Linked DNA regions of Macaca mulatta: region 1 is linked to region 2. Evidence: chromatin contacts called from public Hi-C data. All regions are on one chromosome and are shown on one strand. Each heading gives the region's core, a stretch centred on a gene start, on an enhancer-like site or on the middle of the called end of the contact. The rest is flanking DNA. Distances are from core to core; before and after follow the strand shown.

The links. A called contact is a pair of places that touch in the nucleus more often than the background predicts.
Region 1: a contact with region 2 is called in a Hi-C map of liver, with 4 times the contacts expected there. The contact joins the promoter of RPS21 here to the promoter of ADRM1 in region 2. A contact is called at or near these places in 2 of 14 Hi-C or Micro-C datasets (fetal cortex germinal zone and liver).

The regions. Positions count from the first base shown.
Region 1 is chr10:115,188,881-115,196,086 of T2T-MMU8v2.0, reverse strand. It overlaps RPS21 (ribosomal protein S21), which reads right to left and starts at 2,532. Exons shown (of 6, transcript XM_077952141.1): 1 at 2,507-2,532; 2 at 2,200-2,262; 3 at 1,888-1,951; 4 at 1,647-1,718; 5 at 1,206-1,261; 6 at 1,049-1,112. The coding sequence starts at 2,249. The coding sequence ends at 1,103. It overlaps LOC144332218 (a long non-coding RNA gene), which reads left to right and starts at 2,593. Exons shown (of 2, transcript XR_013400109.1): 1 at 2,593-3,046; 2 at 4,052-7,206. CABLES2 (Cdk5 and Abl enzyme substrate 2) reads left to right here. Exons shown (of 10, transcript XM_028828694.2): 10 at 1-933.
Region 2 is chr10:115,092,179-115,099,352 of T2T-MMU8v2.0, reverse strand. ADRM1 (ADRM1 26S proteasome ubiquitin receptor) reads right to left here and starts at 1,659. Exons shown (of 10, transcript NM_001260529.1): 1 at 1,572-1,659; 2 at 828-1,041; 3 at 102-218. The coding sequence starts at 1,040.

The sequences.
Region 1 (7,206 bases), core at 1,283-3,782, 96 kb before region 2:
CTAGCCCATTACAATACATTCTATGCTATTTGTGCAGACTGGTGCTTCCGCAGAAAGGGGATGCCAATTCTGGTGATCACAGAACTCCACCAGCAACTCCACCTGACCCCAGCAGTGGTGCAGGACAGCTGCCAGCACCCACCTGGCCCTCCTTTTCCACAGCCACTCACTGGGGTTGAGACCCAGAGATGGCTGGTGTGTAGGAGAGGCTGCAGGAGGAGGACAAACCAAAGCCTTTGCCCTTATTTACTATGGAGCATCCCCTTCCATCGAGCAGCCCTCAGGCCAAGGATGACCCCCTGGAACCCAACGTGCACCCAGAGGGGACTCGACTTCCAAGCTGCTCCCCCATGCTGGGTCCCAGGCAGCTTTCCTCTGAAAAGCAACCTCTCCTGCCACCCAGATCCCATCTCAAGAGCTCGCCCATGTTATGAGCATGTAAGGGACTGAATTCCTAGTAACTGTTCCAGTTTACAGCCTGCCCTCCAGGGACACCCGTCTTCATGGTTCTTTCTACACGTGAAAGCAAGAAATGGCTGATAAGCACAGTAATTTAAGTTTGTGTATTTATGTAGTGAAAGTTATTAACCAAACCGGTCTATGTGAAGTGTGAAGCCTTCCCTTCAGTATGTCCATTGTCGTGATGCCAAGAGCTGCCACTGTGTGGTATTCGAGGATTACTGCAACAAAGCCAGTAGTTACACCAAACTACACTCTCAGCGTGTCATCCCCTAGAACACACCCAGGTGTCGGGAGCTGAGGTGTTCAGCTGGGCTGTGACTCCACAAAAGCAGGCCTGGTGTTGCTTCCACGTCGGTAGCAGTTGTGGATGTCAATGTGCATAAGCAAGTCTCTGACCTCAGAACGTTTGAGTCATTTTATCTTAAGATGTTTCTAAATGGATAATGTATCCTTTAAACCTCGGTTTTGCAATACGTTTCACAGCTTGTCTCCTTTCAACTAACTGGGTACCGTACCCCACCCTTGTCACCCATTGACAGCAAAACCTCAACCCTGGGCCTACAGACACAGAACGAACCTGCACAGGTAGGTTTTCACTCTTTATTTATGACAAATATTCCACTTCCATGATTCTCTCCAGTCAAAAGTTCCTAGAACCAGGGGAAAAGGACAACGTTAGGACCACGCCTCTGGAGCAGCCCTAGTCCACTCACTCTGCCCAAATGTGAGCCCCCCAACCTTACTTTGAGACGATGCCGTCGGCCTTGGCCAATCGAAGAATGGAATCATCTGACTCACCCTTAAGAAAAAAAACACACTAAGAATATTTCCACTCCGGCTGCTTGAGATGGCAGGTCAGCTGCGCCACCAGCCCATGTGTCTCCCCCGCTGAGCAAATGTAAACAGGCGCAGAAGGGGAGCCACCTCTCCTGAGGGGCAGCCTCCAGCCTGACTATGGCGTGAGATGGGGGGGACCTCCTAGTGGGAGGCAGGGTCTGCTGCCTATTTTCTCAGAGCACCCCTCTTCCACCCCCAAGAAGCAGCAGGCAGCCAGCCCAGTCCAGCTGGCTCAAACTACTCTGCCAGCAAATCTACTCAGGCACCATCACACACTCAAATGCGCAGGGTAAAGCAGGGTCAAGTCCACGATGTCCCGAAGTGAGCAAAGCCCAGGGAACACTCACCATCCTACGAATGGCCCCGCAGATAGCATAAGTTTTAAACTGGCCATTAAACCTGCCTGTGACCTTGTCAACCTAGAAAGAGAAGAAGGGTCAGAAACCACTTCCCCAAGTTTGGGAAACACCAATCCTCAAAGCCAGTCTCTGCCTTACGTTCACCCTAGGGGCTCCTCCACAATGGGACAGGCCTGCCTTTCCCGGCACATACATCCCAACCTTCCCGCCTCCCGGGCTCCCAGCTCACCTCGGCCACGTTCATCTGGATGGATGCGTGGTCCTTGGCACCGATGATGCGGTTGCTAGCGGAGCTGTGGAGAAAGGGAGCAGTGAGCAGAAGGGACACGGGGGTTAAAAATGAAAGAGGGGACGTGGAGGGTTGGGAGGGTCTGCATGGAAAAGAGGAACGTCCGGGGAAGGATACGTGAGGGACGTGGCGGGGTAAGGACAGGAGGGGTGTGGGGGGAACAAGGGCAGGCGACGGGACGTGGTGGTTGGGTAAAAACGGAAGAGGGGCATGTGGGGGGCGCAGTGAGCCGGGCGTGGGGAGGGCGCTCACCATTTCCGCGGCACGTACAGGTCCACGAACTCGCCGGCGTCGTTCTGCATCCCGAGGCTGAGCCTGCGGAGTCACCGCGCGGCGCCGTGAGGACGGCCGGAACCGTGCCCCGGCTCCCGGCGCAAACCCGCCCCTAGGGTCACGGCCGCAGCCGCACACCGCACCCTGCACCCCGTCCCCCGCGTCCAAGCCCCCGCTTCCGCCCCAGCCCCAGCCCCAGCCCCAGCCCTGAGCCCCAAGCCAGCGCCGCGCACCACACCTGCTGCCACCACACCGCGCGCGAGAGAGAAAGGAAGCGGCTAATTACCCGGCAGAAATATCGGCGGGCAAGGCGGGGCCTCGGCGAGCGCTTCCGGGTCACGCCGCCACAGCGAGTCTGCGCGGTGCGTTTTTGCCGGCCGACGCCCTGACGCACTTCCGCTTCCGGCGGAGGAGGCTCTAGGATCCGCCCTACTGACCCTGGGGCGCGGGGCGTCGTTACGGGTGGTCGCCCTGTGTGGCGTGTTATCGTAGCCCGTGGGTTGTGCCCCACGGACGCAGTCGACCCTTGTGAGCGCCTCGGGAGCCCCGAATGAGCAGCTGGGAGAAGCGGCGGGGACTGAGCCTCGCTGACCGCTGCCGACCGGGCCAGAGATATGGGCGTACCCCCCCATAGTGCGCCTCCAGCGCCCCGGGTCCCCTCACCCTGCGGCCACCTGGGGCGTGGGGCGGTGCTCCTGCCCAGGCACGGAGCCTCTGCGAGCGGAGGCCTGCTCCCGTGGTGCCTGCTGTTCACACTCCCTCGGGCCGGTGGGCGAAGGACACCAGCAGGAACTCGGCAGAAAAGAAATTCAGACGGTTCCTGAGGGTAGGAAAAGGTCCCGGCCCACCGCGGGGTCGAAAGCACCCGACCGCTCTGCCATCCAATGTTTCACCAGTCAGATTCCCAGGGCAGAGCATGGGAAGCAGAATGCAAACTGGGGCACCGTTTCCCTGAAGCATTTTGGCCGCCTTTGTCATAGTGCTAGAGGTGCATACTCTTGGACCCCGCAAACCCGCTCCTGGGAATTTGCTCCAAGGAAGTAAAGATGATACAAAGATGGACCCACGAAGTGTGGTCGTTGGTTATGGGTGGGTTCTTGAGGAAGGCCTTGTTAGCAGCCTGAACCCTGTTGCTAGGAGAAGCTCCAAGCCGCAGACGGAAGGAGCAGCGGGGCCAATGTTGGGTTCTTCTCTGGGAGGGGGACATGATCCTAAGATGTAGAACTAGCCTCAGAAAACCAAGGCCCAGTGGCCGGGCGCGGTGGCTCACGCCTGTAATCCCAGCACTCTGGGAGGCGGAGGTGAGTGGATCACCTGAGGTCAGGAGCCTGCCTGGCCGACATGGTGAAACCCCGTCTCTACTAAAAATACAAAAAATCAGCTGGGAGTGGTGCTGGGCGTCTGTAATCCCATCTACTCGGGAGGCTGAGGCAGGAAAATTGCTTGAACCTGGGAGGCAGAGGTTGCAGTGAGCCGAGATTGCACCACTGCACTCCAGCCTGGATAAGAGTGAAATTCCTCCTCAGAAAAAAAACAAGGTGAAAGCAGGGAAGGGGCCTGGCCAAGCCTAGTGGGAGAACTAGGGCCAAACCCCACAGCCCTCTCCCTGCCCCAACCCCTCCCAATTTCCCCCATCCCATTCCTCCGTGGAGCAGTATTGACTGAGAAGTGCTGATGCCATGCCCATTCCTGGTGCCAAGGGTCCGTTAATGGAGAAAACAAAAATCCCAGACTGTGACACTAACATCTCAGAGTCGCCTCCACCCCACCTTTGTGGGAGTGTGCGTGGCAGTCCCTCAGTTAAATGTCCTCTTGGGACTTTGTCTTCCAGATGAGACAAGACCCCACAAGGACAGGCTCAGGACCGCGAACATCCTGCCTCTCCTATAGCAGCCCCATAGGCTAAGCCACAGGAGCCTCTGGAAACACAGCTGTGCCCCCACCACCCCTTTGCCTGGACAACCCTACTCCACACTGAGCTCCAAGTCTCAGCTCCCACATTCTTTCGCTGACCCAAGCCCATGTCAGTTTACATGGTTAAGGGCTCTCAGAGAACCCACTTCTCGTGACAATCTGCTTGTCATTAGACACTGATTTGTGGAACTGTTTGGCATCTTCCCTGTGACCTGGGGCTGCTGGAGCTGCGTTCCCGTGGGGCTGCACACGGTAAGCACACTGGACGCAGGATTAAGTAAAGGCACCAAGGATCCCTGACACAGCACCGTCCGAGTCAGGCCAATTTCATTCCGACTGTGGGAAGGTGTAACATCTGGACCTGGTTGGCACTGAGGCTGCAAGTTCTGTCTGGCTTGGAAACCACATGTTCATGTGGGCAGTGTGTCTGCTGTTGCTTCCACTGAACTCCAGCAACCAGGCATCAGAAGTGAGGTCACTGAGGCCATTGTCTTTCAGGAAGGTCACTCTGTTCATGCAGGCCCTGAGATGTGTGCTCTTTCCAGACCCTCAGCATGTGTACGGAGGTGTCTTGATGTTTGCAGTTGGAGATCTGCACAACTGACCTTCTCATCTATGTCTGTGTGTGGGTTGCCCAGCGAGGCCTGGGGGGTTAAGAGATTCTCTCTGGCTAAAAAGCCAGAGACGGGGCAGCCAGAGGACTAGAAGGGACAGAATAGCAGAAGGAACTCCAGAGGTCTGCAGAGGGTCTTCCTTGAGTGGTCAGGAGAGTACTGTCAGTACATTTCCTAGAAGCTGGGGAAAAAAACATCCAGAAAGATTACTCTGCTTACACGGGACTGGAAATAGTACTTGCTTTCCTCAACTTTTCCAAACTGACAATCACAAGACATTGGATGGAGTACTCAGAAAGGTCTTGCCTCAGTCATGGGGAATAATTATCCCTGCCCTGAATGTTTCCCAGGTCCCACCTAAGAAATCATAAAGGCAAGACCTGAAAGAAGCAGACTGCTTCCAAGTAATGTAATTGCATCCCAGAAAAAAAGCTGAAGAATATTCACAGGAATACAATAGTATCAAGCACTCAGTAAGGTAAAACTCACATTGTGGCATCCAGTCAAAGACTGCCAGGCATTTAAAGAAGCAGAAAAATATGGCCTGTAATGAAAAAAAAAGCAATCAATGGAAATTGTTCCAGAACTAAAACAGATGCTAGAATTAGCAGGTAAGGCCATTCTTATAACAGTTTTTTGTTTTGTTTTTTTTTGTTTTTTGTTTTTTTTGAGACAGAGTCTCGCTCTGTCGCCCAGGCTGGAGTGCAGTGGCCGGATCTCAGCTCACTGCAAGCTCCGCCTCCTGGGTTTACGCCATTCTCCTGCCTCAGCCTCCCGAGTAGCTGGGACTACAGGCGCTCGCCATCTCGCCTGGCTAGTTTTTTGTATTTTTTAGTAGAGACGGGGTTTCACCGTGTTAGCCAGGATGGTCTCGATCTCCTGACCTCGTGATCCGCCCGTCTCGGCCTCCCAAAGTGCTGGGATTACAGGCTTGAGCCACCGCGCCCGGCCTATAACAGTTTTTTTTTTTTTTTTTTTTTGAGACGGAGTCTCGCTCTGTAGCCCAGGCTGGAGTGCAGTGGCCGGATCTCAGCTCACTGCAAGCTCCGCCTCCCGGGTTCACGCCGTTCTTCAGCCTCAGCCTCCCGAGTAGCTGGGACTACAGGCGCTGCCACCTCGCCCGGCTATTTTTTGTATTTCTTAGTAGAGACGGGGTTTCACCGTGTTAGCCAGGGTGGTCTCGATCTCCTGACCTCGTGATCCGCCCATCTCGGCCTCCCAAAGTGCTGGGATTACAGGCTTGAGCCACCGTGCCCGGCCCTATAACAGTTTTTATATAACACCCTCCATACAGTGAAAAAAATTTTAGCAGAGAAGTAAAAAAGATCCAGGGCCAGGCATGGTGGTTCACGCCTGTAATCCCAGCACTTTTGGAGGCCAAGGCGGGTGGATCACATGAGGTCAGGAGTTCAAGACCAGCCTGACCAGCCAGGTGAAACCCCATCTCTAGTAAAAATACAAAAATGAGCTGGGCATGGTGACGTGCACCTGTAATCTCAGCTAGACTCGGGAAGCTGAGACAGGAGAATCGCTTGAACCTGGGAGGCAGAGGTTGCAGTGAGCCGAGATGGTGCCATTGTACTCCAGCGTGGACAACAAGAGCAAAACTCCATCTCAAAAAAAAAGGATCCCAGTTATGGTAATAGATACGAATTTCCTCAGCTGCTGCTAAAGTGGGGAGCAGGGAAGCCGAGGCTGTCCTGGGGTGAGGCCCTCATTTCATCCCGCACTTAGCACCACAGCCAGCAGCCAGCAGCCCCACAAGCCCGTATCTTGGTCTCTATCCAAGCTTACCTGCATCTACGCAGCCCTCATCCTGCATGACAGTGAAGTGACTGTCACAGAGAACAGGATCAATGCCCTCACTGAAGCAGCTAGTGTAAATGTCAAACCTTTCTGGCCTGGCCAGTGTAACCATCAGGAACCTCACTGGCAGTGTGGGAACTGTTGAGCCTGTTCCAGCGGTTGGTGCTGCCCCAGCAGGAGGTCCTGTCTCTTCCACCACAGCTGCCTGAGCTCAGGAGAAGAAAAGAAAAGGAAAGAAGAATCTAAGGGGTCTGTTGAGGACATGGGCTTTTGTCTTTCTCACTAAACGTCTTTTGAAACATATTCAGTAGTAAGTTGCACTCTAAAAAACTAACAGATGTGACAACTACAATATGAATACAAAAATATTATAAATGATACAATAAAAATATATATTATAGAAATATATAAATGTTAAAAATGTTAAAAATACAATAAAAACATAAGCCTGTAATCCCGGCATTTTGGGAGGCCGAGGCAGGCAGATCACCTGAGGTCAGGAGTTCAAGACCAGCCTGGCCAACATAGTGAAACGCCGGCTGTACTAAAAATACAAAAATTAGCCGGGCATGGTGGCGCGTGCCTATAATGCCAGCTACTCGGGCGGCTGAGGCAGGAGAGTCGCTTGAACCCAGGAGGCAGAGGTTGCAGT
Region 2 (7,174 bases), core at 410-2,909:
TGCCCGCTGGTTTGTAACAGCCAATTGCACCACACTGCAAGCAAGTTCCTAACTGAATCACAGGGCAACAAAAAGGCAAAACCCCAAGAGCTGCCCCGTACCTGCATCCAGAAGAAAAGCCGCTTGGACCCTGCCTTGAACTTCAGCACGTAGACCCTCCCGCTGGGGCACTGCGGCACCCGCTTGAACTCACAGTCGTCAGGGAAGATGATCAAGTCCTGGCAAGCCACAGGAAGAGAGAGTCAGCGGTGCAGATGGCACCACTGTGCCCAGTCTCAGGAGAGCATGCCAGGCCCTGGGTCTAACGGGGTGGGGTGCACAAGAGGCAGCTAAGCCGCCAGATCCCTCGCTGGCAGGGTCTCCCCCAGGTGGAGAAGCCAGGGTCAGAGACAGCCCATGAAAGGCAAGGCGCGGGGGAGAGAGCAGGAAATGGGCCTTTCAGATAGCAACAGGGTTTCTGAGACGTGTTGGGAACAACATTCCTAGAGTAGTTAAAAGGTCAACTCTGAACTACTCTCCAATGTAACAAAAAACAACTTAAAGTTTGAAGAACAAAGACGACTGAGTGAAGCGGCCAGGCAGAGAGCTCCAGGCTCTCCAGGGCCACACCTCCAACCCCAGGCACCTCACACGGAAAGTTCAAGACACACAGTGGCCGAGACGCCCCTGTCATCGCGGAAACCAGGACGACTCATCAGCACGACAGCCGATGACGGCCTCACGAGCGTTCCCCAGATGCGGCCAAGCCCCCACCGCGAACTCCAAAGCGAGGACTCCGAGGGCCCGAGAAGTCGCCTGTCCCGCTGTCGCGGCTCTGGGACACTCACGTCTTCCACGTTCCCGGACGTCCTGTCCTTCCAGCAGAAGTGAATAAGCGAGTCGTCCGTCTGCTGAATGTACACCAGCCCTTTCCGCTTATCCGGGGTCACGGTGGTCCCCTTCAGGGACATCTTTCCCGCCCGAAACTCCACCAGGTACTTGTTGGAGGCGCCCCGAGAGCCTGGCACCAGGCTTGGGAAGAGCGCGCCTGAGGTCGTCATCCTGAAAGCGCGGAGACGACGCTGAGACGCGGCGGTCACGGTCGCCTGCGGTCCGGCAAGCTCCCGCCCCCTGGGGTGTTTGGGAGCAGGGGGCCGGCGCCCAGAGCTGCCTAAGGCCGCGCAGGCCCCGTCCACACTGACACGCCGGGCTGCTTTCCGCGTTTCCCCCGCGCCCGCCGAACGCACCGCTCGCAGTCGGCGCTGGGCCGGGGCAGCCCCGCCGAGCCTAATGGGGCCGGCCCCAGGCGTGACGCCGTCTCCGCGGGGAACCAGCCTCGACGCGCCGCCCCGGCGACCCGCTCCGCGGGGCAGATCCGCCCGAGCTCCCGCCGAGCCCCACGCTCAGGGCAGCAGGCGGAACCGGGGCGGCGCCCGAACCCCAGAGCCCCCACCCGGCCCGGCCCCCGCAGGCCCCGCCCGCCGCGCCGGCCACCTTCTCGTCCTGGCTGACCCCGCCCCATCCCCGGACCAGCAGCCCCTGCCCCCGCCTCCGGTCGCCCCCGGCCGCCCCAGGACCTGCGACCCCCGCACCTGCCTCGCGCCCACACTCGTACGAGAGGCGCCGTCCGGGCTCTTCCTCCTCGGCGCCTGCCGGGCCCCGCCGGAAGCCCGCGTTCGGCCCGCCCCGCCTGCCGCTCTCGCCACCGATTGGGCCCCGGAGGCCCCGAGGCCGGCCCTAATCTGCCACCGATTGGCGAGGGCGACCGTCCATCGCACTCGCTCCTCCCCGGTCCGCCCCCGCGCCGGCGCCTCTTTTCCGGCGGAAGCGCGGGCCGGGAGGCGCGTGGGCCAGAGCGGCCCCTATTGTTGCTGTGTCATAGGGGAGCGGCGGCGGCCCCTAGAGGCGGCGCCAAGGACCGCAGGCGGGTTTCAGAAGCGCGCTGGGGACCTGCTGAGGTCGGGCCAAGCCCACCCCTCGGCGTCGCCAGCCCGGGCGGGAAGAGCTGTCACTCGTGTGACTGTGCCAGGGGATAGGAGGAAGCCGAGGAGTGCGGTCCGGCTCTGGGCGGCAGGCACCAGGGCTACGCACAGAAGTGACCATGGTTCAGCGCTTCGGGCACCCGGGCAGGAGCTGCAGTCCACGCGTCCGGGAGAGCAGGGGTGAGAACCGTGACATGGTCTCAGCTGCATACATCTAGTCCCGCAGGGGTCGGGGAGGGCAGAGGTCAGGGAGGGATGGGTCCCGGAGGAGAGGGGTCCCGGGAGGGGAGGGGGTCTCCGAGGGGAGGGATTTGGGAGGGGTGAGTCCGGGAGGGGAGAGGTTCCCGGAGGGGAGGGGGCCCGGGAGGGAAGAGGGTCCCGGAGGGAAGGGATCTGGGAGGGGTGAGTCCGGGAGGGGAGGAGTCAGGGAAGGCCTGAGTCCCAGAGGGGTGGGGTCCGGGAGGGCAGGGGTCCCGGAGGGCAGGGGCTTATCCTCTGGGCGCCTGGATGGGAAAGGCCACAGGGTAAAAAGGCTGCAGTCGCCCTCCAGTGTTGTGTAACTTTGAGTCACTTTTGACACAAACTAAAGCGAAGACAACAGAGAGTGCTTGTGGCGCCCCAGCCGGCTGCTGAAGAGGGACACGTTCTTTGGGATTTGCCTACAGCGACGCCAGGCGGGGGCTCTTAGAGGGGTCGGGCGCGGTGGCTCACGCCTGTAATTCCAGCACTTTGGGAGGCCGAGGTGGGCGGATCACTTGAGGCCAAGAGTTCAAGACCAGCCTGGGCAACATGATGAAACCCCGACTCTACTAATGCAAAAATTAGCAAGGTGTGCTGGCACATGCCTGTAATTCCAGCTACTCAGGAGGCTGAGGCACGAGAATCGCCTGAACCCGGGAGGTGGAGGTTGCAGTGAGCTGAGATTGTGCCACTGCACTCCAGCCTGGGCAACAAAGGGAGACTCCTCAAAAATAAAAAATAAAATAAATAAATAATAATAGTAATAAAAATAGGTCAGGAGCTTCGTGAGAACCCCGAGGTGCAGTGGCCTCGGCACCCGTTAAGCAGGAGGACTAGATGTCTGCAGCTGAGACCCTGCCAGGGTCCTCGGGTTCTCCTTTGCCCACCGCTCACTTCCTTCTTTCCTTCAGATACTCTGCTCACTTCGGGCGTTCCCCGGGGTCAGGGTGTGCTTGGTGGCTCACGCTCCGAGTGGATGCACAGCTCTCTGAGGTCTTTAGGTGTATGTTTTCATTCACCCTTGTTGGGAGATGCGTTGGTGTTGATGCTGGCAGCTCCAGTCCTTTCATTCTGCAGGGAGCCTACTGCTCAGCCCTCCATTGTCTCAGTGGCAGAGCATGTGCCAGTTATGTTTAGTTGCCAGCTTTTGACTGTCATAATGTTCCCATTCATGTTGTTTTGGAAAATGTAGCTATTTTTCATTTTAAAATGTGTGTTAACAGGTAGTGAGTTTGTTATTTTTATGTAGTTAAATAATTTTAAATGTCCTTTTAATTCCTAGTATGGTAAATGTCAATAAAGCTCACATAAACAAAAGCTCTTGGGGGCCTGTATAATTTTTAAGAATTTAAGCGGTCCAGAGGCTAAAGGGTTTGAGAGGGGCTAACACAAAGCTCTGGGGCCCGCTGGTGATAGGTGCGCCACTGATACTGCAGCCCCGTCCTCGTGCCCTCATGTAAAACAGGGAAAAGGTGGAAATGAGAAAACCCAACCCGGCTTTCCCGGCAAGAGGGTGGCAGGCAAGTGTCACTTATTGACGTCACAGACAGTGAAGCAGCAGCTCCAGGGTCCGCAGGGGCCAAATGTGCAGAGGCCAACGAAGTGGCCAAGAGGGCCCTGGATTTACCATTTCCTCCAGTTCCTGGTGGCCCTGTGGCCTGGGACGGCTCAAAACAAACAAAAAACCCCAGAACTCTTTACCTACACTTCAAGTGAAATTCGCACATTCCTATGAGCACGCTGCAGTGAGGAAACAAGCCGCAGCCAGACAGGCATTGCAGAGGCCACTGTGGGTGCCCGCTGCCAGCGCACGGGCTCTATGCCTGTGTGGGGTGTGGCACCTGGAGCACCCAGCAGCCCAGGACTCCAGCTGTGGCCACGGAGCGGGTGGGGGCACACGCTGCTTTCTGTCAGGAATCTCGGACTTGAAGCACACGCAAGGTTGGGATCTCGGACTTGAAGCACACGCAAGGTTGGAATCTCGGACTTGAAGCACACGCAAGGTTGGAATCTCGGACTTGAAGCACACGCAAGGTTGGAATCTCGGACTTGAAGCACACGCAAGGTTGGAATCTCGGACTTGAAGCACACGCAAGGTTGGAATCTCGGACTTGAAGCACACGCAAGGTTGGAATCTCGGACTTGAAGCACACGCAAGGTTGGAATCTCGGACTTGAAGCACACGCAAGGTTGGGATCTTGGACTTGAAGCACACGCAAGGTTGGAATCTCGGACTTGAAGCACACGCAAGGTTGGAATCTCGGACTTGAAGCACACGCAAGGTTGGGATCTCGGACTTGAAGCACACGCAAGGTTGGGATCTCGGACTTGAAGCACACGCAAGGTTGGGATCTCGGACTTGAAGCACACGCAAGGTTGGAAGGGCCGTGTGACAGGCACAGCTGTCGCTATCTAATTGGTCGCTGATGGCAGTTGGTAGGATGTCTGCAAAATGCCTGCAGCATCTAGAGCAGCAGCCTCACCGGGACACACGCATTCAAGTCAAGGATTTGGATTAAGAGATCCCCTAAAGGAGATTTCTATTCATCCTGTTTAGCAAAAAAAAAAAAAACAACAACAAGCAGCCCTGGACTTGCACAATGGCTCACACCTGTAATCCCAGCACTTTGGGAGGCCAAGGTGAGAGGGTCCCTCGAAGCCCAGGAGTTCAAGACCAGCTTAACCAAGACAGTGAGACCCCGTCTTTACAAAAAGACAAATGAAACAAGAGCCAGGCGTGGCGGTGCACGCCTGTAGTCTCAGCTACTTGGGAGGCTGACGTGAAGGTCAAGGCCGCAGTGAGCCGTGATGTGAGCCGTGATGGCACCACTGCACTCCAGCCTGGGTGACAGAGCGAGACCCTGTCCCAAGAAAGCCCCAAACTGTGAAGAAAGCACACCCTGACGCGCTCCACGTGCTGCAGGCTCCTGGGGTGAAAGCCCCAAACTGTGAAGAAAGCACACCCTGACGCTGTCCATGTGCTGTAGGCTCCTCGGGTGAAAGCCTGGGCCGCGCCTCCATGTCAGCAGAAGACACCGCCGGATGTTTCACCCAAGAGGTCACAGGCAGCAAAGGCACCGTGGCAAGCTGCTCCACACCATTATTCATGAGAGAAATGCCAATGAAATACACCTGCTGGGGCTAAAAGCAAACGACAGAAGGTGCCAGGCAAAGTTGGGAACGCCAATGGCACGGCTACTTGGGAAAAGCGTTAGGCAGGGGTAGGGTTTTTTAAACTTTTTTTTTTTTTTTTTTTTGAGACGGAGTCTCGCTCTGTCGCCGGGGCTGGAGCGCAGTGGCCGGATCTCAGCTCACTGCAAGCTCCGCCTTCCGGGTTTACGCCATTCTCCTGCCTCAGCCTCCTGTGTAGCTGGGACTACAGGCGCCTGCCACCTCGCCCGGCTAGTTTTTTGTATTTTTTTTTAGTAGAGACAGGGTTTCACCGTGTTCGCCAGGATGGTCTCGATCTCCTGACCTCGTGATCCGCCCGTCTCGGCCTCCCAAAGTGCTGGGATTACAGGCTTGAGCCACCGCGCCCGGCCTTTTTTTTTTTTTTTTTGAGATGGAGTCTTACTCTATCCCCTAGGCTGGAGTGCAGTGGCTTGATCTCAGCTCACTGCAGCCCCCGCCTCCCGGGTTCAAGCAGTTCTCCCACCTCAGCCTCCTGAGTAGCTGGGATTACAGGTGCACGCCACCAGGCCCAGCTAATTTTTGTATTTTTATTAGAGATGGGGTTTCACCATGTTGGCCAAGCTGGTCTCGAACTCCTGAGCTTGAGCGATCCACCCACCTCGACCTCCCAAAGTGCTGGAATTACAGGTGTGAGCCACCACGCCTTGCGTTTTTTGTTTTTTGTTTTTTGTTTTTTTTAACATTTTAAAAATGTCTAAGACAAGTCACCACTGAGCAGAGGGCGAACAGTTCTGGTTCCCCTGGGTGTTCGGTGAGCTGCACCGACACCAGGTCAGCACCCAGAGTCCGCCATTTGCATCGAGGTCCACCATCGGTCCATCTGTGCTGCCACACCACCACCACTGACCAGGCAGTTTACAAAGAACAGAAACTAATTTCGCACAGTTCTGCAGGGCAGGAAGTCAGCGTCAGTGGGGTGGCAGGCTTGGTTTCTGGTAAGAGCTGCTCTCCCCATCTGACATGGCGCTGATGCTCTGTGGGGCAGACCAGGCAGTGTGGGATGAGCCTCTGGCTCCAGGCTCAGGCAATGATGGTGGAGCCCCACAGCCACACACCTGGAGCATTCCGAGAGCATGGACGTCTCATGGACCGTGTGTCCCTCTGCCCCAGCCACAGTGACCACTGGGATGACCGTGTCTGCTCAGCTCACACTCCTGAAAAGCACGGAGGTGCTGGAGCCACTTACGGCAGAAGGCAGGCAGCTGAAACCTGTGGCACCAGGCACTTCGCTGCTTCTAGCAGTAGCCTCCCCCTGCCAGCGGAGGGGAGTCCATCAGAGCCTCCTGCTGCTTGGAGAACCTGGGCGCTCCACCCCTTGCATGTGCCACCCAACAGGTCTCACGAGTGTTCCCCAGTCTCCTCCCCACAGGGCAGTTTTTGAAAATGAGCATTTGCTTGGCCAATCCTCAGGAACACACGGTCCAAACATCTGATAACTGGGCATGAGGACTCATGCATAGCAGATTTGTAGCCCTTTTCAAAATGGCCAGAGCGGCTGAGATGGTGAAAAATTGCTCAATGTAAAACAAAGGTCACCGGCTGCCCGTCTTCAGAGAATCTTCATTCAAAACTTAGAGGCTAACATTTATTCTCACAGATGTGTACACAGCCCTCTGAAAAACCTGAGGATGACTGTGTTAATGCAGATTGGCACTGAATTATTAAATATTATAAAATAAGCGCGTTCTGCTGGCATCTTTTCTCAGCTGCCGTGTCCATGCTGCCTGCTGGGATGAATGGCGCTGGAGGAGCAGCTGGGCGCAGGCATGGTGAGGGGTGAG